Linked DNA regions of Mus musculus: all the other regions are linked to region 1. The links are chromatin contacts, called in public HiChIP or PLAC-seq, Micro-C and promoter capture Hi-C maps. All regions are on one chromosome and are shown on one strand. Each heading gives the region's core, a stretch centred on a gene start, on an enhancer-like site or on the middle of the called end of the contact. The rest is flanking DNA. Distances are from core to core; before and after follow the strand shown. Region 1 holds the start of Dpysl5 (dihydropyrimidinase-like 5). Region 2 holds the start of Eif2b4 (eukaryotic translation initiation factor 2B, subunit 4 delta). Region 3 holds the start of Selenoi (selenoprotein I). Region 4 holds the start of Drc1 (dynein regulatory complex subunit 1). Region 5 holds the start of Ucn (urocortin). Region 6 holds the start of Slc30a3 (solute carrier family 30 (zinc transporter), member 3).

Region 1 (3,344 bases), core at 293-2,792:
GACAGTTTGGGGAGACTAGACAGGGCCTTCAACTGGAGCAATTTACACACACACACACCCTTCACTGGTATTAGGAGTGTTTTGAGGATGGCCATCTAAGCTTGTCTGGAGGTTCTTTGCACAAGCTTACTACCAGAAAAAAAAAAAAAAAAAATCCACTCTTAGAGTGGAATTGGAGACCAGCCAAGCGGTGGTGGCACACGCCTTTAATCTCAGCCCTTAGGAGGCAGAGGCAGGCGGATTTCTGAGTTCGAGGCCAGCCTGGACTACAGAGTGAGTTCCAGAGCTACACAGAGAAACCCTGTCTCGAAAAGCCAAAAAAAAAAAAAAAAAAAAAAAAAAAAAAAAAAAAAAAAAAGAATTGGAGACCAAATGTAGTAACCCCGCACCCCCTAGGGGCACGCCTGTGTGGCCCTAAACGCATCCAGGAGTGGATCACAGAGCACATGACCCAGTGGGACCCACATTTGGAGGACTGGAGCTTAACGTGCAGGCTGTACATTTTGTTAAAATTCAGAGGATCCTGCTCCCTCCACCCGAAGTTATAAAGTACGATTTTCTTTGAAAATAGCCTTAGAGAAAAGCACTTCAGGAAAGCAGCCAAGGGACTCACACCCCCGTCTCCACCCCCGGAACTGAGGGAAGCCCTGGAAAGAACCAACTTCTTCAACAGCAGTTGTAGATCCCCAGGAATCCAGGGGCGGGGGCAGTATTAATGCTGCATTTCCACACGGGTTTGCAACACCATTGGGGTGACATCAAGTGAAGAGATTCAAGTTCTGAAGCTATATTTAAGCTGTCACAATAATGACAGACTAACACGGAGCTCAGGGAAAGGCCTGAGCCATAAATTAGTTAAGGAAAAAGAACTGTCTCGCTCCATTTACAGGATCGTTTGTGGTTAAGTCAACTGTGTACTAAAATGGTGAAACTGGACAAGGTGTGGCGGTGAACATCTGTAATCCCACTATTCGGAAGGCAGAGGCAGGAGGTTCAATTCAAATTCTAGGCTAGCAGGGGGCTACCTAATAAAACCGTCAAAACAACAGCAACCCGGAAATAAAGATGGTGGTGCTGATGTGAAATGAGTTTAAAACACACACACACACACACACACACACACACACACACACACTTTCTTTTAAAGGAGATGTCAAAAATAGGATAGGACCTGGGCGCTGGACATCGACGTCCAAGCGCTGCTCTGGAAAAGACGGTGGCTTCAATACCTCAAGAGAAAGAAGGTGCGAAGTGAGGCGCCCAGAGTGGCCGTTCCCTTGGTCTATGAGAACAGTGTTCCTGTACTGACCACCTCGCCCTCTACAGTCTGCAATCCCATCAGTCTCAGACTCGGTAGGACGCTAATCCGATGGCGCAACTGGGAACCCGCAGCCTCGGAGAGACCCCGCCACCGCATTGTTTCAGCCCCTCGGGTGGGGTCTTGCAGGAGGAGGGGAGGCGATGTGTCCTCCGGAGACGCCCTATACCCTCCCAGGGGACTCGAGCCATACCGCCCCAGCGCCTGGGCTTTGTGAAGTGTCGCTAGTTACCATGGGACCAGAAAGGAACGCTGAGAATGGCGCTTAGATGGCTGGGGGTTGTCGAGGTCCTGGGGCCATGCCCTCTGTCCCTTCTCGGACCCGGGGCCTGCAAAAGGGACTGTCGGGATTTGTAGTCCCAAAGGCGGCGGCAACGCGGAGGACGCGGGGCGCTACTGGTCCCGCCTCCGCCTAACCTGCTAGCTCGAGGTGGCGAGCACTTGGGGCGGAGCCCTCGGATCCGTGATTGGCCCAGGCGGCTCCCCGCCCCCACCCTCGTCCCCACCCCCGCTCGCCACTCGGGACTCCGCTCCAGGCGCGCAAGGCAGCCACCGAGAGAGCGCGCTAGCAGCCGCTCCCGCCCCGTGCAACCGCAGCTACCGCGCCGCGGCGAGACCCAGAGACCGACCGACGGACCCGCACAATCGCATCATCCTGGAGCAGTGGGTGATGGCAAGGGGAGGGTGGTGGGCTTGATCTTTCCGGGCTGCAACATCCACCCCTCTTTCAGTTTCTCCCTGAGGCTCACAAAAGGGAGGGAATTGGGTTGCGCCTAGGCTCCTCCAGCCGATGAAAGAGATGTTGAGGATTCAGGCAGATCCGGACTAAGGTGGGGCGCAAGTCTGGGTCTTTGTAGTCCCACAGAACTCGGCTTGGTGACTTGCGACGCCTAAGGCATTAATGTGTGCTGGAAAGATTTACAAATAGCTAGAATAAGGAGGCAGCTAAGTTGAAGGGATTCACGCCTAGCACCCAGTAGTCGCGCAGCCGTAGCTGGTCGACGTGCAGTAAATGGCTAAAAGGTGGGGTGTAGGGGAGTGTTTCTGTGGTGGCCGGACCTGTCCTCTTGTACGTCCCTGGATCGCCGCGGTCCCTAGTTCCCACCAACTGCGCCTCTGGTCTGATATCTGCCTAACGTGGTCCTAACCCCATCGTTTGTATCCTCTGTTCCCTGAGCAGAGCAGAGGCCCTAGAGGCACCTGCCGAAACCACAAAGGCCTCTTGCATCTGCCCAGCCCCTGGCGGCGCGGCGCTAGGTCCCTCCGCTGGAGCCATGTCGCCTAGTCTGCCACGCAGCATCTATCTTGGTGGGTGAGGGATATCGATGCCCCGGGCCTGGGGAGATGGCTGGAACAAACGGGCGTGGAGGCCTGGATTTGAGCAGAAAGGGGGAGATGGGTGGGGACAGGTGATCGAATCTGGAGGAGGAGGCTGTGGTTTGGGAAGGGCTGACAATTGGGTGGGAGGCGGGTCTGAAGCTTCGCGCAGGTGGCGCGAGGCGAGGCTGCTCTGAAGAATGAAGAGGGGCGGGGAGATGAAGGGAGGGTGGAGACCTCCCGGGTTTGGGGAGAGTAGACAGGCATGGGAAGGCGACTGAGGCTGTACAGGGGATGGGTCTTCCTCATGAAGGGGGTGGGGGGCTCTCCATCGGGGTAGGGCAGGCAGCTGAGGAGGGAAGAGTCTTCGCCTGAAGACTCCAGCTTTAGGCCAGTCGCTGTTTGGGCTTGGTCTGGCTGGGCGTGGTCCTTGGACTGGGCCAGAGAGCTCGGGTGGCGGGTCCCCGACAAGGCTGGGCTGGCTCGTCTAGGAGCTTTGTTTCTGAGCTTGGAACCACCAAAGGGGACTCGTTTAGGATTTTATGATAATCCGCAGCGCCCCCCGGCACGCCCTGTTCGCACGGAGCTGAAAGGCTTTGCCTAGCGGCAGATGCTGCCTGGGAGGCGGATGGGGGGGGGGCGTCTCCCGCCCCAGAGACCCTGAGAACAATAGCCTGCATAGGGTCTACCTACGGTCCACGCAAGGCCA
Region 2 (3,344 bases), core at 283-2,782, 480 kb after region 1:
TTGCCTGTTTCAGGGCCCGCTCTGCCTCCTGCTTGGCTCTCCTTTCGGCGCGAAGTTCTGCCTTACTCCGGCCAGCTGGAAGTTTCTCCCCAGCAGTACCTCCCAGCTGACTACCAGGTCCTGGGAGTTCTCTGATTGGGTCTATGAAATACAGAGGGAAGAGGTGCCTGGGCTCTAGGACGGTGATCTCTTTGCCCCAACCAAAGTTTCCCTTTTATCTATTTTTTTTCCCTTTCTTGACTGAGGCTGGAATTCATCAGAGATCCACCTGTCTTTGCTTTGGCCTTAGTTTCCCTTTTACCTTATCTAAGTTTTTTTTTTTTTCCTTTTTTGACTGAGGCTGGAATTCATCAGAGATCCACCTGCCTTTGCTTTGGCCTTAGTGCTGGGGTTAAAGGTGTGCTGTAAGCCACCACCAGCCAGCACCATCAGGCTCTGCCTTCCAAGTAACCGCTTTTGTACTTGCTCAAACCAACTTTGTTCTATCTCCCTTTGCAAATCCCTCATCCAGCATCCTACCCCCGGCCGTTTAAAGCGTCCCCGCACCTTGCCGTTGAGCTGCAGACACAGCAGAGCCAATTTCTTGGTCTGCCCCCTTTTCCTCCTTCCGTTTCTTCTTCTGCTGTTTCTTTTCTTTTCGAAGCTGAAGCTTCTCTTCTTGGGTCAACTCCCGCCCTGCTGCCTGAGACACAGACACGGGAACTGCTCTACCCCAGGCCATTCCAAAGGTTTATCAAGATGCTTACTAGATTCCCCCAAGGTTAAGTTCCTAACACTCTCTGACTTCTGTTACAAGTCTACGTAAGTAAGGAGAGAAACTTCTTCAGTCATAGTCACACACCGTTAAGCTCTGTAAAATCTCCCAGTTCTACTAAGAGATGAACTGAAAAGGATGGGAGATGGGGCCAAATGAAGGTGACACAGCTTTCTGTGTAGCTCTTGACAGGCGACTTAGGAGGTCTCTCCCTCACTTACCCCGGGCCGAGGAGAAAGTTCAGTCTTCATCTCGGATCTCGATTCTGCATCAGAAAACAGGGCACAGAGTGAGCCAGACAGGCTCCGGGAGGACTTGGGGAGACTCGTCGGCGCAGCTGGCTGCTGGGTTGGCATGACCACAGCTCGGCTGCCGGGCGCGAGGCGCTCTGGGATCCGCGTGGGGACGCACTGCGCGGCAGGATCAAAGGACAGGCGTGGGAGGAAAAGGGTCAGTCACCCTTCTGGGAACAGCCGGCAAGCAGCACCCTGCTGCGCCCTAGATCTTGTAAACCAGAGTCCCGCGACGTGCAGAAACCCGGCGGCAAGGCCCAAAGGCGCTCCGGACCCCGCATCAGCGATCCAGTGTTCATCTGCTCTTCTACCACTTGGTGCATCTAGCCCTTCACTCACCTTCGCGAACAGCCACCGCCACCGCAGCCATGACTGTGGGTCCTAGGCTCCTCCCGCCGAGGTCACTCACACTACAGCGCCACCTGGGCTGCTGGCTCCCCTGATGCCTCCCGCGGAGTCAGTCCCCAGCGGACTACAACTTCCGGCGTGCACTGGGTCCCGCCCAGGACTACGGGTCGCGGTGAGGACCAAAGGATGTTGGGTTCCCAATTAGGAGCGTCTCCGGCGCTCGACTACAGCTCCCAGCATGCCGAGGTTGCTGCTCGCAGAGCCGTCATCCTACAGCCTTCCCACCTCGGAGTTCAGGCCCACCAAAATGGCGAGCTGGGCTGCGGAGACGCGCTGAGTGGCAGAGGCAAGCGAGCAGAGGCGCTGCGAACCTGGTAGTACGGAGCTCTGCCTTAGGGAACATGCACTTTTCCATTCCTGAAACGGAGTCCCGCAGTGGGGACAGCGGCGGCTCCGCCTACGTGGTGAGGAGGTGCTAGAAGCTGGGCCAGGGCGGGGATAACGGGCCGGAGCTCTCGGAGCGGCCTCCAGCCTTCGAACCTCACTGGAAGCCATCTCATGTCTCAGTTTCGTACTTAAGCCACCCCAAGCTCCAATAGGTTCTTCTTTCCCCGGCCAGGCCGCGACTGCTCTGGCGGTGGGCACTATTGTCATCTCCGGGAGGGATACTGCCGCACAAGCGCCCGAGTGTCCTCGGGACTGGGCCTTCTGCTTGAAACCCGGCCCTGGGGGAAAAACAGGCTAAATCCCGGGAAGTCTCGGAGCGTTGCGCAGACGGATATGTCAGGCAACTTCCGGACAGGTTTCTGGGGCAAGAGGTGGTTTGCACGTCGATCCTGAGATGTTTGCCTGCTTTTGTGTCCTCAGGCCTATAACATTCACGTGAATGGAGTCCTGCACTGTCGGGTGCGCTACAGCCAGCTTCTGGGGCTGCACGAGCAGGTGGGACTAACAACCCTGTCTAGATGCAGCTTCAAGCCCTTCCATACCCACGGACATTAATCCCCTTTCATTACATCACCCTATAATCACTGCTACAGTGGAAGGTGGACTTTGTTAGCGTGACATTTCCGGAAACTCTCTGAGCGGCTTGTCTCTCACAGTTCCTGTACTTCCCTATACTCACACATCCTTCCTTCTCTGAGCTGTCTCCTTTTTCATCCTTTGCCCCTGCATGGAAAAACTGAACCCTGTTAGTCAAAGCACATTCCTTCTGGCACCTAAACTATAACTTGGGAATTCATTCCCCGGATTAATACAAACCATTCGCTGCTTTCCTTGTGTGTTCTTGGTCCCATCAGTGTATAAGATGTCCAAATGTTTCCCCCCTCACCAGATAGTGAGCTCTGTATAGATAGTGAATCTCTAGAGAGCCCTGTTTCTACTAGATGTCAGTCCTGAGCAAGTTAATTTCTTCCCGCCTCAGTTTCTCCAGATAAAAAGTAGATTCTTGGATCAGCAAAGTCCCTTCAACACACTTGAGTATGCTATGACTTTATTATCTGTGCACATAAGTGTTCCCTATAAATGTTCTCTACTGAGCAGTCTTGCTATGTAAATCAAAGGGCTCCTGGACCCAGGACCCCATGAAAAATCACCCTATAATGTCTTCACATGAACACATACAAGAATTTATACCTAAGATCTTTGGGGGTCCTGACTCTGCCAAAGTCATCTTTTGTCACACGTCTTTTAAAGAGTTGTTAGAAGAACCCAGGAGGACTTGGGTGAGTCTTAGTTGTCACCACTCAGTTCCTGTGTTATGTGAAGAATTGTATCTCTTTCTCGCCATAGCTTCGGAAGGAGTATGGGGCCAACGTGGTTCCTGCATTCCCCCCAAAGAAGCTGTTCTCTTTGACCCCTGCAGAGGTGGAGCAGAGGAGAGAGCAGTTGGAGAAGTACATGCAAGCTGGTGAGTGCACGGGTAAACTCTAGGCTGCTGTGAGCGC
Region 3 (3,344 bases), core at 437-2,936, 480 kb before region 1:
GTAGGGTGGTAATGGGGAAGGGACTGGTAAGGGTGGGTGGGACTGGGAAGAGAGGAGGGAGGGGGGTTGTGAGCCGATGTAAAGTGGATAATAAATGTGTAGCTCATGTACTGTTATTAGTTTGCAGTTGTGTAAGTTTTTAAAAAATTACTTTTTATTTTACACGTATGGGTGTGTGTTTGCCTGCATCCTGTGCATGCAGTGTCCTTGAAGGCCACAGGAGGGCATCAGATTCGCTGGAACTGGAGCTACAGATGGGTGTGAGCCACCTCTGGGAGTTGAACTCAGGATCTCCAGAAGAGCAGTCATTACTCTTAACGGCTGAGCCATCTCTCCAGCCCTATCCTGTCACTTTTAAATGTTTTTCCACAAGTAGTTAAAGTATTTTAAGTATGGTTTGTATTTCAGATGGAATGGTGCAAGGCTCATATTAAAAAAAAATTGATGACAAGATTCTTTTTGTCATATTTATATTGACTAGAAAAACTACATAGCAAAGATTTTATGTTGGTTTAATGGACACTTTATATGCATCATCTCATTAAGAACTGTACATTTTAGAGGTGGGTGTGGTGGCTCACACTTGATATTGATAATATTGTCATGAATCTGAGGTTAGTCTGGGCTGAATAGTGAGTTCCAGGCTAGCTAGGAGCTGGTATGGGATCCTGTCTCAAAAAAGCCGGAAACTGTGCTTAGCATATCTTAGGTCCTGACAGCAATTTGTTAAGTGAATGACTCCAAGGAACTTAAGTGGAGATTTCAAATTAATTGCCCTCATTCCAGGGAACAAGGGAACTATTAGACTCACTGATAATCTGTTTCTAATAGGGCTATATTTCTAATTGGGCTAACCATTTCCAACCAAATAAGTGCTTCTGGATAGGCATTGTAATTTGAATTTCTTGCTGGTACTGGAGAATACACAACTCCGGACTGTGTGCTAAGGGAAATGGGGCAAATGCCTCTCATCTCAAAGTTAATGGGTTGGCGATGATGTATGCAAAATTCTCTGCACGTAAGGCACGCAATAAAAAGTAGCAATTATTAAACATTTCCTATTATTAGACACATATTAACCACTGGTGACGTGTTCTTTCTACAATGCACTGGGCCCTAGTTGTAAAATCACTCCTTGTAAACACAGGGCCCCGTCGAGATTGAGAGATCAATGGTTTTATGGGGGAATCGAGGAGACTTAAGCAATTGGAATTCGCACCGGCTGAACCAGTGGAATTTGACGAGGCAGTCCAAGGTTCACAAGCATCATGGATCAGAAGGGACTGATTTTCAAGTCCCTTTGGATTACTCGATGTTTCCCGTTCGCCCGACATCATCATTTCAGGATCCCGAAGCTCCAGGCGCTCACAGCCCGCTGTGGCACACACCTGCCTCCGCCCTTCCCCTCGAACGCCCCCGTACACACTCACCCGGGCCACAAGATTATGCGAGCATCCCACACAATCACTCGGGGTTCCTATAGCAGAGACAAGAGCAAAGGCTGCTGGGAAGTTGACCTTTCACTCCTCCTCTTACTTCAGTTCACCTATTTTGACTCTGGCAAATGAAGCGACGAAGACGGTAGGAGGGGCGGGACTTGGCGATGGCCATCCCGTGCCGATTGGATTGAGGCGGTGCTGGGGGCGGGCCGTGTAAGGGGCGGTGTCCCTACCCGCGGGAGCCGCGGGGCTGCGCTTGCGCACTGGGTGCGCTACGCGTGCGCGGTGGGCGGAGCGCGCCTCTACCTTCTTTACCAGCCCAGGCTTTCCTAGCTCTGCACAACGCCGTGTGCTGCTCCTGTTTCATTGCCCTGTCGCGCAGTGTCGCTGCCGCTGCGGAGTGGGCGTTCAGTTTTCGGGTCGTCATGGCTGGCTACGAATACGTGAGCCCAGAGCAGCTGTCGGGCTTTGACAAGTACAAGGTAGAGAAGGCGAGCAGGCGGTCGCCCATCTCCCCCGCGCCCGGGCCGCGCCCTGGCCGGCGAGGGGCCGGCGCGGTCCGTGTCACCTTGCGCCTGCCGCGTGGCGCGCCGGCGGGCGTTGTTGAAGGGGATTCTGGGGGCGGGAGGTCGCGGTCGGGAAGCTTGGGAGCATCCTAGGCCGGCCGCCCGGTCTTGGCACCCCGCGGGAGACTGCCTTTTCCTTAGAGAGTGGGGTGAAGAAATTCCTTTCTCTCCTTTTCCTTATTAATTGTCACTGCGGCGGGTTTTCAGCCTTTCCCAGAGAGGGTGTTGTTCCCTTCTTTTGGTCGTCGTTTGAATGAGCTTCTCACATGCCTCTCAGTGCTTACAACTTCAGAGATCTGGATGGTCTTTTAGCGGATGCTAAGGGAGGGAAGTGACTTTTTCAGGCCTTAATGCAGATGCACTCCACCCTACCCCTGGAAAAGGGCTTTCACTGAGGCTCGTAGCGCTGGCACTGCAGGTTAAGACGTTGTGCACTAGAAGAAACTGTATAGTGCAAAGAGCGCGCGGGCTTTGGAGTACATAGAAACGCGATGCCAAAGTCAAGTTTCTTCTTTTGGCTTTGGACGAGTCGTTGAAACCCTACTCAGCCTCTCTTTTAGGCTCTTTAGCCTAAGTGTGAGTTTCTCTTGTGCTTAGTATATTGGAAAGGGTTGAAAAGAGTCTGGCACGGCATGAACCCCCAAGAAATGCTGGTGGTTCCAGCATTCTGGGGTTGCAAAATACAGATTTAGTAGTCCCCCCAGGGAACTACTGGCCATCCAGGTGTCTTAATGTGAAATAATGAGGTTTGGTGTTTCATCTTTGGTAAGCCTTTCTTGAGGGCAATCTGTTCCTTTATGAAATTAGTGTGTGCCGAATAGAATGTCCAAATGATGAGGCTAGTCCTGTGGGTAGTAGTCATCCAGGAAACATTTGTGCAATGAATTAATATTTTGGGGGGAAAAATCTTCATTTTGTTTAACTGAAATAGAAAAAAAAAAACCCAGGGGCTTTAGAAGGCCCTAGGATATTCTTCTTTGAAGCAGTGTTGGACCATACTATTCTGAATTAAGGTGGTGACTTACCTTAAAACTGTAACTGGGAAGGAAGAAATTGCAGAGCTTTCTTAGTGGCTTGGGTCAGAAGGCTGTTAACCCAGATACCTCCTGTGTGTGTTTGCATCACCCTCTTGGTTATCTGTGCTGCACTGCAAAGATTGGCAGCCAAAATATTTTCTTCGAAAATGAGTCTTGACTTTTAGAGCAAGTTTTTATAAAGTGGCAGCTTTATTCAGTGAGCCTAGTTTTCCTCACCGTCTTCTCTAGGTTTATAGTCCCAGCTAGATAAAAGTCTTATTTTATCGGACATCTCGGTGTGGTTTTCTGTGGCTGTCCCTTCC
Region 4 (3,344 bases), core at 418-2,917, 430 kb before region 1:
ACTGGCCCCTGCTACCTCAGTGCCCAGTTAATCCCATTGCCTTTCATCCATTCAGTTGAGCAGCAGCATCTGCAACCCTAAGGTCTGGCATAAGCAGAGACCACAAAGCCCTTCAGATGTGCTGGTGGCCCTCTCACCAGTTTGCATCTTATAGGATTTATGAAGGGTGTGTCTTCTGGGCTTTCCTATTATAGAGGATTAGGTTTTACACAGCAAACTCATTCTTTTTTTTTTTTTTTTTTTTTCGAGACAGGGTTTCTCTGTAGCCTTGGCTGTCCTGGAACTCACTTTGTAGGCCAGGCTGGCCTCGAACTCAGAAATCCGCCTGCCTCTGCCTCCTGAGTGCTGGGATTAAAGGCGTGTGCCACCACCCCCAGCAGCAAACTCATTCTTGCATTGCAACTTCCCTAAGCCATAAAACCCCTTCATCATCAAGGAATGTCTAGCATGTCTGAGTCCCTAAGTTCAGTCTCCAATGCTACAAAAATAAAACTGTCGAGTGGTTTGCATTAGGGATAGTGTCTTGAAATGTAGCCCTGCTTGGCCTAGAACTTTACAGTCTTCCTATCTCAGCCTCCCAGAGGGCTGATTGTGAACCACTATGTCTGCATGTCTGTGTGTATTATTATTATAAGGGTGGGTATTATTATTATTATTATTTTGGTATAGGGCTTTACATTTCTTATTTTAATTTAGTTTAGAAATGGAGTCTCATTGTGTTCCAGGATGACCTGGAACACAATCCTGAGTTCTGGGATTACAGGAGTGGTGTTTTTGTTTTGTTTTGTGTGTCCTGTCCAAGGTGCTCCAACGAACCAACTGGTGTAGGTAAACCCTTTACCATTGAGCCGTACCACAAGCCCACAGGCATAGTTTTAATTCTTAAAGAGAACATTAAAAAACAACAACAAAAAAAAAACCACTTTTTACACCTATGATTTTGTGTGCCCATATGCCACTGTGGCATGTGAAGGTCAAAGGACAATTTATCAGTACTGGTACTTTTTCCATAGTGTGGGCCTAAAGGATTGAACTCAGTTGGTCACTCTCCTTGGCCATAAACATTGACTGCTGAGCCTTCTCTCTGGCCCCAGGACATTATTTTGTTGACAAGGGGACACACGGTGCCTAAGGCATGATGTCCCCCCCCCCGCCCCCGCAGACTGCTGCTTTGAGAGAGCGGTGGTGTCCTGGGTTCTTCCCCGCCCCCCCCCCCCCAACCATTCTCCTGAACCCACCTCTTTTTCGGTCATGGCTACAGATGATGAGTGTACTTGAGTTCACACTTCCAAAACTGCAATGGGCTGAGGTGGTCTCCCACTCAGCTTAAGGAAAGGACGCCACTGTCTCTAGCTATATAATACAATGCTTTTCATGTTGCAGGTACTCAGTTATTTTGGAGCAAAGTGCCTTTTAGGAATATTCATTTGGTAAGGTGGATGATGAATTGGGCTTTTGAGTCAGAAAGAGATGCGGTGCGGTTTGTTCCATCTGCCTTCGTGGGGTCAAGTCAGCCCCTCCAAACCAACTTCAGGCAAGGGGAATCAAGTCCACATTTGGGATACAAATATACAACTCGTAGTGCCTGACAGAGAAGCTGGGCTGGAGCGCCGCGCGACAGCTAGCCAGAGATGGGTCAGGTGACTGCTTTCCCTTGGCAACGGCTTGTTCCTAGCAACCCGGCTGCTGGTCCAGGCGGAGCTGCCAGTGGGTGGGAGACGCCGCCATGAATCCCTCAGGAACCATTGGGGTCCTAGAGCAGAATGGGGAAGAACACTTAGCCACCCCGATTCTCGGACCCTCGGTGCATTCGGATAACCCGCAGGAGCGGATCCAGGCCCGGCGCCTGCGCATCGCTGCTCGTCAGGAAGCCCGAAGGCGGTGAGCTGGGTGGCCGGGTGGTGCGATGGGGAGCCCAGAGTGCCCTGCAGGGAGCTGGGGCCGGGCTGGGTGGGAGCTCCATGGTAAGGTGTGTGTGTGTGTGTGTGTGTGTGTGTGTGTGTGTGTGTGCGCGCGCGCGCCCTGGGTGTAAACAGAAAAACTTTTCTTCTAGAACATTCAAGCAGTGAGTTTTGGGACAGCTAGGGCTACATAATGAGACCCTGTCCCAATATTTGAAAATAAAAATAAAAAAGTTCTAGGTCAGATTTATTCCAGAGGCTAGAGTTTGTTGACGAGATGTAATGGACCGCGATCTGTGAAAGAGTCGGTTATCCCCATTCTACTGAGAATACCTTATCACAGCCAGTGAGCATATGTGATTGTGTGTTCCACACAGATATGAGCATCTTGATCCATTTTAAAATTAAAAAATAAAATAAAATAAAGCCAGGTTAGTGGCTTATGCCTTTAATCTCAGTACTGGAGTGGCAGAGGCAGGCAAATCTCTTTGAGATCAAGGCTAGCCTAGTCTACGTAGGAAGGCCTTGACACCTCAAAATAAAAATAAAATAAGAGTAAAAGCTTTCATTTCACTTAGTGGCCACACTCCCTGGGCCCAAGGCCATGTCGACGGATCTACTGTAGCAAAGGCGGGGTGGCTGCTTGCTTGTGCTTGCGGACATTGATGATCATTGTCTAGAATCCATCCAGGTACTGCAAGTGCCAGACCTGTGAATTAAGAGGGGATGTGATAGGAGCCACCACACTTGCATTCCCACCATGTTCCCTAGGCTTTGGTGTCTTTATTAGCTTAGGTAAAGTTTAAGGGACATCCACTAGTCACCAGACTTCATGTGACAGTTGTTCAACTTCTAAGTCGTTCATTCCACTTTTACTTTTGGTGGTCTACAGACCCAGCAGAAGTACAAGATGGAGGTCTGTGTGCCTCCATCCTAGTTGGGCAAGGCTGTGATCATGGTTAGCATCTCTTGTTGTCATGGTAACTCAGATCTGTTTTTAATTGTCCTAACACTGTCTGGGTATCCCCTTCCCTGACAGTTCCCTGATGACCTTCAATCCCCTTGGGGAAAGGCTAGGAGCCTCACTACATTATGTATTTGCATTGTGTTCTCTGTTCTTCCTCCTGGGATCCCTGCCACCTCTTTGGTTAGGAGGTTCTGGGATGAGAACTGGGGTTGGTTCAGGAACTGGGCAAGGCAGAAGCATCCTTAGTAAGCTTGTCTGTTGCTGCTGTTTGGCTAACAGATGAACTGGACTCTTATCTGCTCTTCTACTTGTCTCCAAGTGATGCCACATTTATCCATCTCCAAAGCTGTCCGAGGATCATGGTCTTGGTTGTTGCTGTGGTGTTTAACAAGGAGACTGGGGGGCTGGAGAGATGGCTCAGTGGTTAAGAACTCTGACTGCTCTTCTGAAGGCCCTGAGTTCAAATCACAGCAACC
Region 5 (3,344 bases), core at 462-2,961, 430 kb after region 1:
TGGAGGAGGAGCGGCTGGACGTGCCAGAAGGTGAGAGTTGGACGAAGGTTTGGGGGTGAGGAGTAGTTACCAAACTCACGGTCCCTTGGGTGATTGCCTTCAAGGCAGACACCAGGAGCCTCAAAGCGCACCGCCTAGCGCTCTGAAAAGTGCACGTTTCCCCACGGCTTTGGGGGAGCCTGCAAGGTACCGTGTAATAGAACCCCCGCTGCCTGGGAGAGCGAGCTGTCGGGAGTGCCTTGTTCGTTTGGAGCACCCGCTCACCGGGCGGTTAATTCCCCCCCCCCCCCCAGGCTCAGGCCTGCACTGACCCGACTCTGATCCAGAGCGCACACCCGAAGCGGGAGCCAAGGGATGCTGAGGATCTGCGCAGAGACCACCGCGCCACCAAGCTCGGCTTCCCGCCCCCGGGAAGGTTCTCAATAAAGGACTCAAGTGTCCCACGTCCTCGGCTCCTTTTGCTGTCCACTCCTAGGCTCAGCTATAGAAGCAACCTCGCCATCGCTCTACCCTTTCTCAACCCCAGACCATCTGAAGGGGCGGAGGCGAAATAGTCCCTCGTGGCCATTCCCTTTACACTAGAGGTTGCCTCCTAAGCCGGAGACCCTGAAAGGGTATCAGACCTCCGAGTTCCGGGATCTGGCGGGTTGGGGGAAGGGCTCCCAGGAATTTAATAGGCTTCCTCTCCCATCTCATTTAGCATGCTTGTCTCTCCTACCGGCCTGGAGAGCTCCACTTTCCCAAAAGTTCTTACCCTAACTGTAGTTGCCGGTGCCCTCTCACCACTATGACAGAAGATAGAGGCTAAGCTCTTGGGCAGTTTTATTAAAAAATAACCACTCAGAGTATTCAGGGTGACTCTGGGCGGCGCTGCACCGCGGGACTGAGACAGCTCCGGTTGTGCGCGTTCCAGCCCCGGGGTAGGTAAGGGAAAGGGTCAAGGCTTTCGTGACCCCATACGGGGCCGATCACTTGCCCACCGAATCGAATATGATGCGGTTCTGCTCTGCGCGCTCGCGCTGGCTCTGTGTCCGAGCTAGCTCCAGCAGGGTCCGCAGCAGGTGGAAGGTGAGGTCGATGGACAGTGGAGGGTCGTCCCGTCGCTGCCGCTCGCCCGCAGGCTCAGATCCTGCGCGGCGCGGGAAGCGCTCCGCTAACAGCAAGAGGAGCGCGCGGACGCCGCCGCCCTGATTCCGCACTCCAGGGCTCCATCGCAGATTCGGATCCTGGACCCCAGTTGCCGCCGCAGCCGCTGGGCTCCACTGGCTGCTCTCCGGGCGAAGCTGTGCCAAGAGCAGCAACGCCACCAGGAGCGTAGCGCGTCCCCTCTGTATCATGGTGCCGCCTGCCCTGGACACACAGGGGCAGCATAGGGTGAGGTGCACTTGGAGCAGCCGCAGGTAACACGAGCCCCTTGGCGCGCACGCCCAGTGCCCCTGCCGAGACCCTCCAGCTGTTGCCTGGTGTCCACATCCTGCCCACCAGCCCTAGGCGCTGTGCCAGTCCAGTTCCACCCCTCTCTCCCTCCTTCCCTCCCGGCAGGTCACAGTGGGTGGGCTGAGTGCAGAGTCTTGGTGGTAAGGGAGTCTGGATCGTTGCTTCAAGCCACTCACAGGTTATCGGAGTGTCTGCCCAGTGCAAGATGGAGCTCCACTCTGTCCCCGGGGACGGGCTGAAGACGCCTTGGGGAGCACGGGGTCTGTCCCGGGACCGCCGCCAGCCTTATATAGCACCAGGACAGCTCCGACTGACGTCAGCGAAGAACATGAACTGATTGTAGAAACAATGACACCGGCAGCTTTGAGTCCAGCAGCTTCGAGCCCCCAGAGGGGTGCGTATCCTGACTTTGTGTCCCTGGAGCTATCTTTGGAAGCACCCTGGCTGTAGAGGGAGAAGCTGGCAGAGCCATAAAGATAGATCTTCCGGATGCAGAGTCCTTCCCCGACACAGAACCACCAATGTCTCCAGAGCAGGAATAGTCAGGGGTTGTTTCTCTTCTCAAGTAGAGAGGGAGGACTGTGGAGCTGTCCGTGGTTCCGAACTTCTTCACAGCCACAATCTGGACAGAAGTTCTGGGGAGAAGCCTGGGCTGCTTAGACACGGTCCCTAGGCCGGCTACTGGGTCCTCAAATTGAGATCAGAAATGCTCTGCTGGCAGGGGCTCAGACAACACAGTCCCACCCAAAGGCTCTCCAATACAGTGGGTCTGACCCATTCTACTGACCATTGTACAGCAGTACAAACTAAAATCTACAGGTGTCAGAATGGCATAAAAGGGTGTTTGGCTTTCAGAACTTAACGTACCTCCTGAGTTTGGCAAAGTCAGCTTTTTCCTAGGAAACACAGAAACAGTACTATTATACCTTTTTACCTTCTAGGTCAGGAGCTGGGGTGGTGCTGGTGCACTCCTTTAATCATAGCACCCAGGAGACAGAGGCAGGCAGATCTCTGAGTTTGAGGCCAGACTGGTCTACTGAGCTGGTTCCAAGACTACACAAAGAAACCCAGTTTTGAACACACACACACACACACACACACACACACACACACACACACACACACACAAACACACACACGAAAACGAAGAAATCACTAGGTAGAAGTGAGAAAACTTTGGCCCAAGTTCCTCCTCTGCCACCAGCTTGTGTAGTCAGGTCCCTCACTTCTGAAACCATTGGCGTCTGTCTTTGTAAATGAACAGCCTCTGCTTCTTTCCAGTTACAGACAGGTCTGTGCTCTTCTGAAGGGTCTTATTCATAGCCACTGCAGATCCCAGATAATAATGTATCTATTTCTGTGCCTATAAAGTCCCTGACAGGGTCTCGAAAGGCACTAGGACCTAGAAAAGTTAAGCGTGATAGCCACTCTAGTCTAGGGATGTTGCTTAGTTGTTAGAGCACGTGACTAGCATCCACAATGCTGAGTTCAAGTCTCAACTCTAGACAGGAAGTTGTATCTATACAGAGTGGGGACGTGTGCTAGCTATTGGGACATAGGTGTAAAGTTGGCAAGGTCATATTATTCTACAAATATCTGTGAGGAATATACTATGTGGTGGGAATGTAGACAGTCATGCTGCATAGCAACCTTTTAGTCAGTGATGGCAACACACAATGGTGGCTTCAGATAATCATAGCGGAGCTGAAATATCCCTACCACATAGCAGCATTAGTTCTTATGTCTCAGTTTGGTGCATTATTCATGAATCTGCAATAATGCTGGTGGAAACAGACCAAGCTGGCAGTAATATGGAAGTATATCTTGTGCAATTATGTACAGCGTATACATCTTAATGACAGTGTTCTACATATGAAAAAGCTCTCTGTAAAACAGTATACCATGTC
Region 6 (3,344 bases), core at 229-2,728, 380 kb after region 1:
CAACAGGCTGCCTCCTTTTGTTCGGCATCAAGTGGGCACTAAAGGGCCTCTCTGCTGGGGTGTGGAGGTGTGACTATGTTTTGTCCAGGGCTAGCGGCCGTTTCTTTCCCTAGCTTTCTGAAATTCCCCGACAAACAAGAAAACGATATCTAGCGTGGGGGAAACAGTGAGGCCTGGGGTATCCCTTGGGCGAGTAAGAGAGGTTGATGCCAAGTCAAAGGCTATGGGAATAGATGCCTGGGACACAGCTGGAGCCCCACAAGCTGCCCACAACTATAGTCGCCTGCAGCCCTTCTCTGCTCCCCCATTCCCCACCCACTCAGGTTTAAGGCCCCCTCCCAAGGAAATAATCGGTGACACAGAAGACCACATCAGAGACAAAAGGAGAAGACTGGGGAGGGAGAATAGAAAGAATGGAAGAACAGAAGGGAGGGGAAAAAAAGCCTGAGACCCTGTCAAATCTCAGAGACAAACAGACAGTCTCCTTCAAGACAAAATGGCCAGAGGAGGTGGCCAGGGAGGGCCTGTCGCGGTGGCCACCCGGAGATGGCAGGGCAGACGGAGCCAGCGACGAGCGGCGGGCGGCGAGCGGCGGGAGGCCCGCGGGGTGCGGGGGAGGTTCTGCTGCCGCCCCCGGCCCGCTGTCCCGGCCGCTCCGCGCCTCATCTCACACCTCGCCGCCCCCGGCCCCGTCTGTGCGGAGCCGGGAATACCCCCCGCCGCCCATCCCGCACCTGCTCCTTCCTCGCCGCCCCCTCGCTCCTTGCGGCTGCCCGCTGAGCCCGGGCGGATCCCCAGGGCCGGGGCCCACAACTGGCCGCTGCTGGATGGGGCGCCCTGAAACCGGGGTGCGGAGAGAAGGGTCCGGGGCCTAAAGCTGGGATTCCAATGCCCGGAGGCGAGGCGCACGGAGCAATGCGGACATCGCCGCACCTGGCCCGCTCGGTCCGACGGAGCGGCGGAGGCGGCGCAGGGGTTAGGAGGCTGAGGGTGCCGCGGCAGGGGACTTGCTTTGCCCGGCCAGGAGAACATGGGGTATCGCGGCAGAGGCGGGGAGTGGGGCTGTCTGCGGCCGGCAGATCTGCGTCGCGAAGTTGGGGGGCCGCGGGGAGCTGGGGAGGCGGGCCGGACCCGCGCCAAGGGAGACAACGAAATGGACCGATGGCATCAGTCTGGCGCCCCCCGGGCTGAGGGCCAGCCCAGGTCTGTCCTACCTCTTCAATCGCAGGCCGCCGCCAGCGCTGCTGCGGTCTCGGGCACTCACTAGGCGGGTGGTCTCCGAGCCTCCGGTGGCCAGAGAAGGCTCCATGTCCCCGCTGCCCAGACCGTCTAGGCCGCACAGAGGGGGAGAGGCGGGGCAGGCCTTGCGCCAAATCCGAGCGGTCCAAGGACCACTCGGACTCCCCGCTGGGCCACCAGTGTGGAGGGAACTGCGGCGACTGTGGCGCTCGGAGTCCGAACTGCAGAGCCCGCGGCCCCGGGAGCCCCGCCCCAAGCGGGGCGAGCTCCCCAAACCCCGCCTCCAGGCTCCCCAGTCTCTATCTCCCACGCCTAAGACCCGCCTCCAGGACCCGCCCCCAAATCCAAAGTCCATTTCCCCCGCGCCAAATTGTGAGATGGGGTGGGGTGGAGGTTATAGTGGTGGTGAACCGGCACAGCGCCCTCTCCCCAAGTCCCCCCCCACCAGTTCCCAGACTGGCTCTTCACACCTAGGAACCCCTCTGACATCAAACTTTTTGAAGGTACACTGCCCTATGCATGCTGGTTTAGTGACGTTGCCCCACCGCCCAATCATTCTGTGGCTCTGGCCCCCACGCGGAGGTAGAAACAGGTGCCAAATCGATCTGGAGAAAAACAGAGAGAATCTGGGGTGAGCAGTGATACATTCCCAAACAACTCTAAGGACTCCAGCCAGCAATCCCACTGCGGAGGCTCTGGAATAGGAATGCATGAGCAAAATCTGCTGCCAAGCACTGTACCGCTAATTATCATGTGTGTGCGTGCGTGCGTGTGTGTGTGTGTGTGTGTGTGTGTGTGTGTGTGTGTGTGTGTGTGTGCGTGTTTCAGGGACTTTGGGTAACAAAAACCTTCCTGATGTCCTTCAACCCATATATTATCCTTACTTTCCAGACGAGTAAGCTAAGTCCCAGAAGCATACAATGCCACGTGACCTGGAGCAAATGTCCCATCCTTTCCCCCACCTGGGTCCGATTAGCGCCGGGCTAGCAGTTGAAGCGCCTGGGTTACCTAACCTTCTCATAAGGAGGTTTGGGCGGCGGGAGGTGCTCTGTCACCTCTCGAGGGTCCACGATCACTGTTTATCGAGGGACGCTGCTTGTTCGATTTGTCAGCAGGTAACTCCTTCCTTACCTACTTAACTGTAACGCGGTGCTCGTTTGGGGAAAGACAACGGCCCAGAGAAAGGACTCACTTACAAGCCGTCGGTGGCCAAGGCTGAAGTCGAAACTTTAAATGCTCAGTGCTCTCTACTCCTCGCACCTGCCGCCACTGTAGGATGAAAGGGGAGGAGAATTGGATTGTACACTTTCAGCTGTGACAGTCTGTGAAGAGGAGGGGCCGTGGGAGGAGGGGAGAGAGCAAGGACGGAAAGAGCGCTTTGGGGGGTGGGGGTAGTGAGTCCAGGCAAAAAAACCACCAACCGCATCCTTTGGAACACACCGAGCTTTCTGAATTTAAGGCCCTGGGATTGAATACCTGCCCTCAGCATGGTCGTTCCAAACAAGGAGATTGTGTGTGCATTTCCAAAAGGCAAACCAAACAAAACACAAATGAGAAAGTCAAAGACACCGCGAGCGCGCCACACACAGTGTCTGGAAATGATGGGGTTAAGGCGGGAGAGCTTCGCGGAGGAGGTGAGGCTTAAAACGGGCAGGCTGTTCCGGCCGGGGAGAGTGCGACTAGGTTCGCGCCAGATTTGCGGGGCGGCGTGCGCAAAGGGATGGTATTGAGCGGAGAAGCAGAGCAGAAAATCCAGCCTGCACGTCCTAGGCGCCGGCCTACGCCCACGCGCGCCTGGGGCCACTGTCTGCCTTCCCTGTGCGATGGTGTCTGGACCAATGGGGGCGCTCTCTTTCTAACCTCCCCAGTGGTCTTGAGGGCCTCAGCTTGCGTCTCAGGAGGACAAACTGAGGAGAGCCACCAGGCAAGGTCACCTTGTTGGCCCACGTCAGAGCCAAGGTGGAAATTATGTCCCTGTCCAGCTAAGCCAGCGAGCTTATCATGCCGACCGCCGTCGGTTTTCTAAATTCGCTGCTTGCCCTGGAGTTCCCCTGATTCCAATCGCGCTGGTGCTGGAGTGGCCAAAGAGCAAGATGCTGCACTTC

What was found. Promoter capture Hi-C pulls out the DNA fragments that hold promoters and counts their contacts. Hi-C and Micro-C count contacts between places; a contact is called where the count stands out from the background. HiChIP or PLAC-seq counts read pairs in DNA pulled down with a chosen protein or histone mark.
Region 2: an H3K4me3 HiChIP or PLAC-seq map of bone marrow-derived macrophages shows a contact between it and region 1, with 2.3 times the contacts expected there. The contact joins the promoter of Eif2b4 here to the promoter of Dpysl5 in region 1. A contact is called at or near these places in 4 of 39 promoter capture datasets (cranial neural crest, hippocampal neurons, pre-B cells and 1 more) and 3 of 115 datasets of contacts at active chromatin or transcription factors (bone marrow-derived macrophages, embryonic stem cells and pancreatic cancer cells).
Region 3: a FOXA1 HiChIP or PLAC-seq map of pancreatic cancer cells shows a contact between it and region 1. The contact joins the promoter of Selenoi here to the promoter of Dpysl5 in region 1. A contact is called at or near these places in 8 of 39 promoter capture datasets (the 3T3-L1 cell line, 3T3-L1-derived adipocytes, the C10 cell line and 4 more), 3 of 484 Hi-C or Micro-C datasets (cortical neurons and embryonic stem cells), 4 of 115 datasets of contacts at active chromatin or transcription factors (embryonic midbrain, forebrain, pancreatic cancer cells and 1 more) and 3 of 9 other capture datasets (embryonic stem cells, liver and pancreatic islet).
Region 4: an HNF4G HiChIP or PLAC-seq map of pancreatic cancer cells shows a contact between it and region 1. The contact joins the promoter of Drc1 here to the promoter of Dpysl5 in region 1. A contact is called at or near these places in 1 of 39 promoter capture datasets (stem cell-derived epiblast-like cells) and 1 of 115 datasets of contacts at active chromatin or transcription factors (pancreatic cancer cells).
Region 5: a Micro-C map of embryonic stem cells shows a contact between it and region 1, with 2.7 times the contacts expected there. The contact joins the promoter of Ucn here to the promoter of Dpysl5 in region 1. A contact is called at or near these places in 3 of 39 promoter capture datasets (the SN4741 cell line, embryonic stem cells and second pharyngeal arch cranial neural crest), 8 of 484 Hi-C or Micro-C datasets (the G1E-ER4 cell line, cerebral cortex, embryonic stem cells and 2 more), 3 of 115 datasets of contacts at active chromatin or transcription factors (T-cell acute lymphoblastic leukemia and embryonic stem cells) and 2 of 9 other capture datasets (adipose tissue and pancreatic islet).
Region 6: a promoter capture Hi-C map of embryonic stem cells shows a contact between it and region 1. The contact joins the promoter of Slc30a3 here to the promoter of Dpysl5 in region 1. A contact is called at or near these places in 2 of 39 promoter capture datasets (cranial neural crest and embryonic stem cells) and 2 of 9 other capture datasets (liver and pancreatic islet).

Annotation. Positions count from the first base shown.
Region 1 is chr5:30,710,022-30,713,365 of GRCm38.p6, forward strand. It overlaps Dpysl5 (dihydropyrimidinase-like 5), which reads left to right and starts at 1,543. Exons shown (of 13, transcript NM_001356948.1): 1 at 1,543-1,981.
Region 2 is chr5:31,191,607-31,194,950 of GRCm38.p6, forward strand. It overlaps Eif2b4 (eukaryotic translation initiation factor 2B, subunit 4 delta), which reads right to left and starts at 1,533. Exons shown (of 13, transcript NM_010122.2): 1 at 1,387-1,533; 2 at 976-1,019; 3 at 547-682; 4 at 1-141. The coding sequence starts at 1,417. It overlaps Snx17 (sorting nexin 17), which reads left to right and starts at 1,698. Exons shown (of 15, transcript NM_153680.2): 1 at 1,698-1,859; 2 at 2,263-2,337; 3 at 3,190-3,307. The coding sequence starts at 1,797.
Region 3 is chr5:30,230,895-30,234,238 of GRCm38.p6, forward strand. It overlaps Selenoi (selenoprotein I), which reads left to right and starts at 1,687. Exons shown (of 10, transcript NM_027652.3): 1 at 1,687-1,921. The coding sequence starts at 1,865.
Region 4 is chr5:30,279,726-30,283,069 of GRCm38.p6, forward strand. It overlaps Drc1 (dynein regulatory complex subunit 1), which reads left to right and starts at 1,668. Exons shown (of 17, transcript NM_001033460.4): 1 at 1,668-1,881. The coding sequence starts at 1,727.
Region 5 is chr5:31,137,184-31,140,527 of GRCm38.p6, forward strand. Ucn (urocortin) reads right to left here and starts at 1,712. Exons shown (of 2, transcript NM_021290.2): 1 at 1,614-1,712; 2 at 806-1,350. The coding sequence starts at 1,337. The coding sequence ends at 969. It overlaps Trim54 (tripartite motif-containing 54), which reads left to right. Exons shown (of 9, transcript NM_021447.2): 8 at 1-30; 9 at 294-443. The coding sequence ends at 310. It overlaps Gm15469 (a long non-coding RNA gene), which reads right to left and starts at 254. Exons shown (of 2, transcript XR_003955738.1): 1 at 1-254.
Region 6 is chr5:31,092,049-31,095,392 of GRCm38.p6, forward strand. It overlaps Slc30a3 (solute carrier family 30 (zinc transporter), member 3), which reads right to left and starts at 1,479. Exons shown (of 8, transcript NM_011773.3): 1 at 1,215-1,479. The coding sequence starts at 1,309.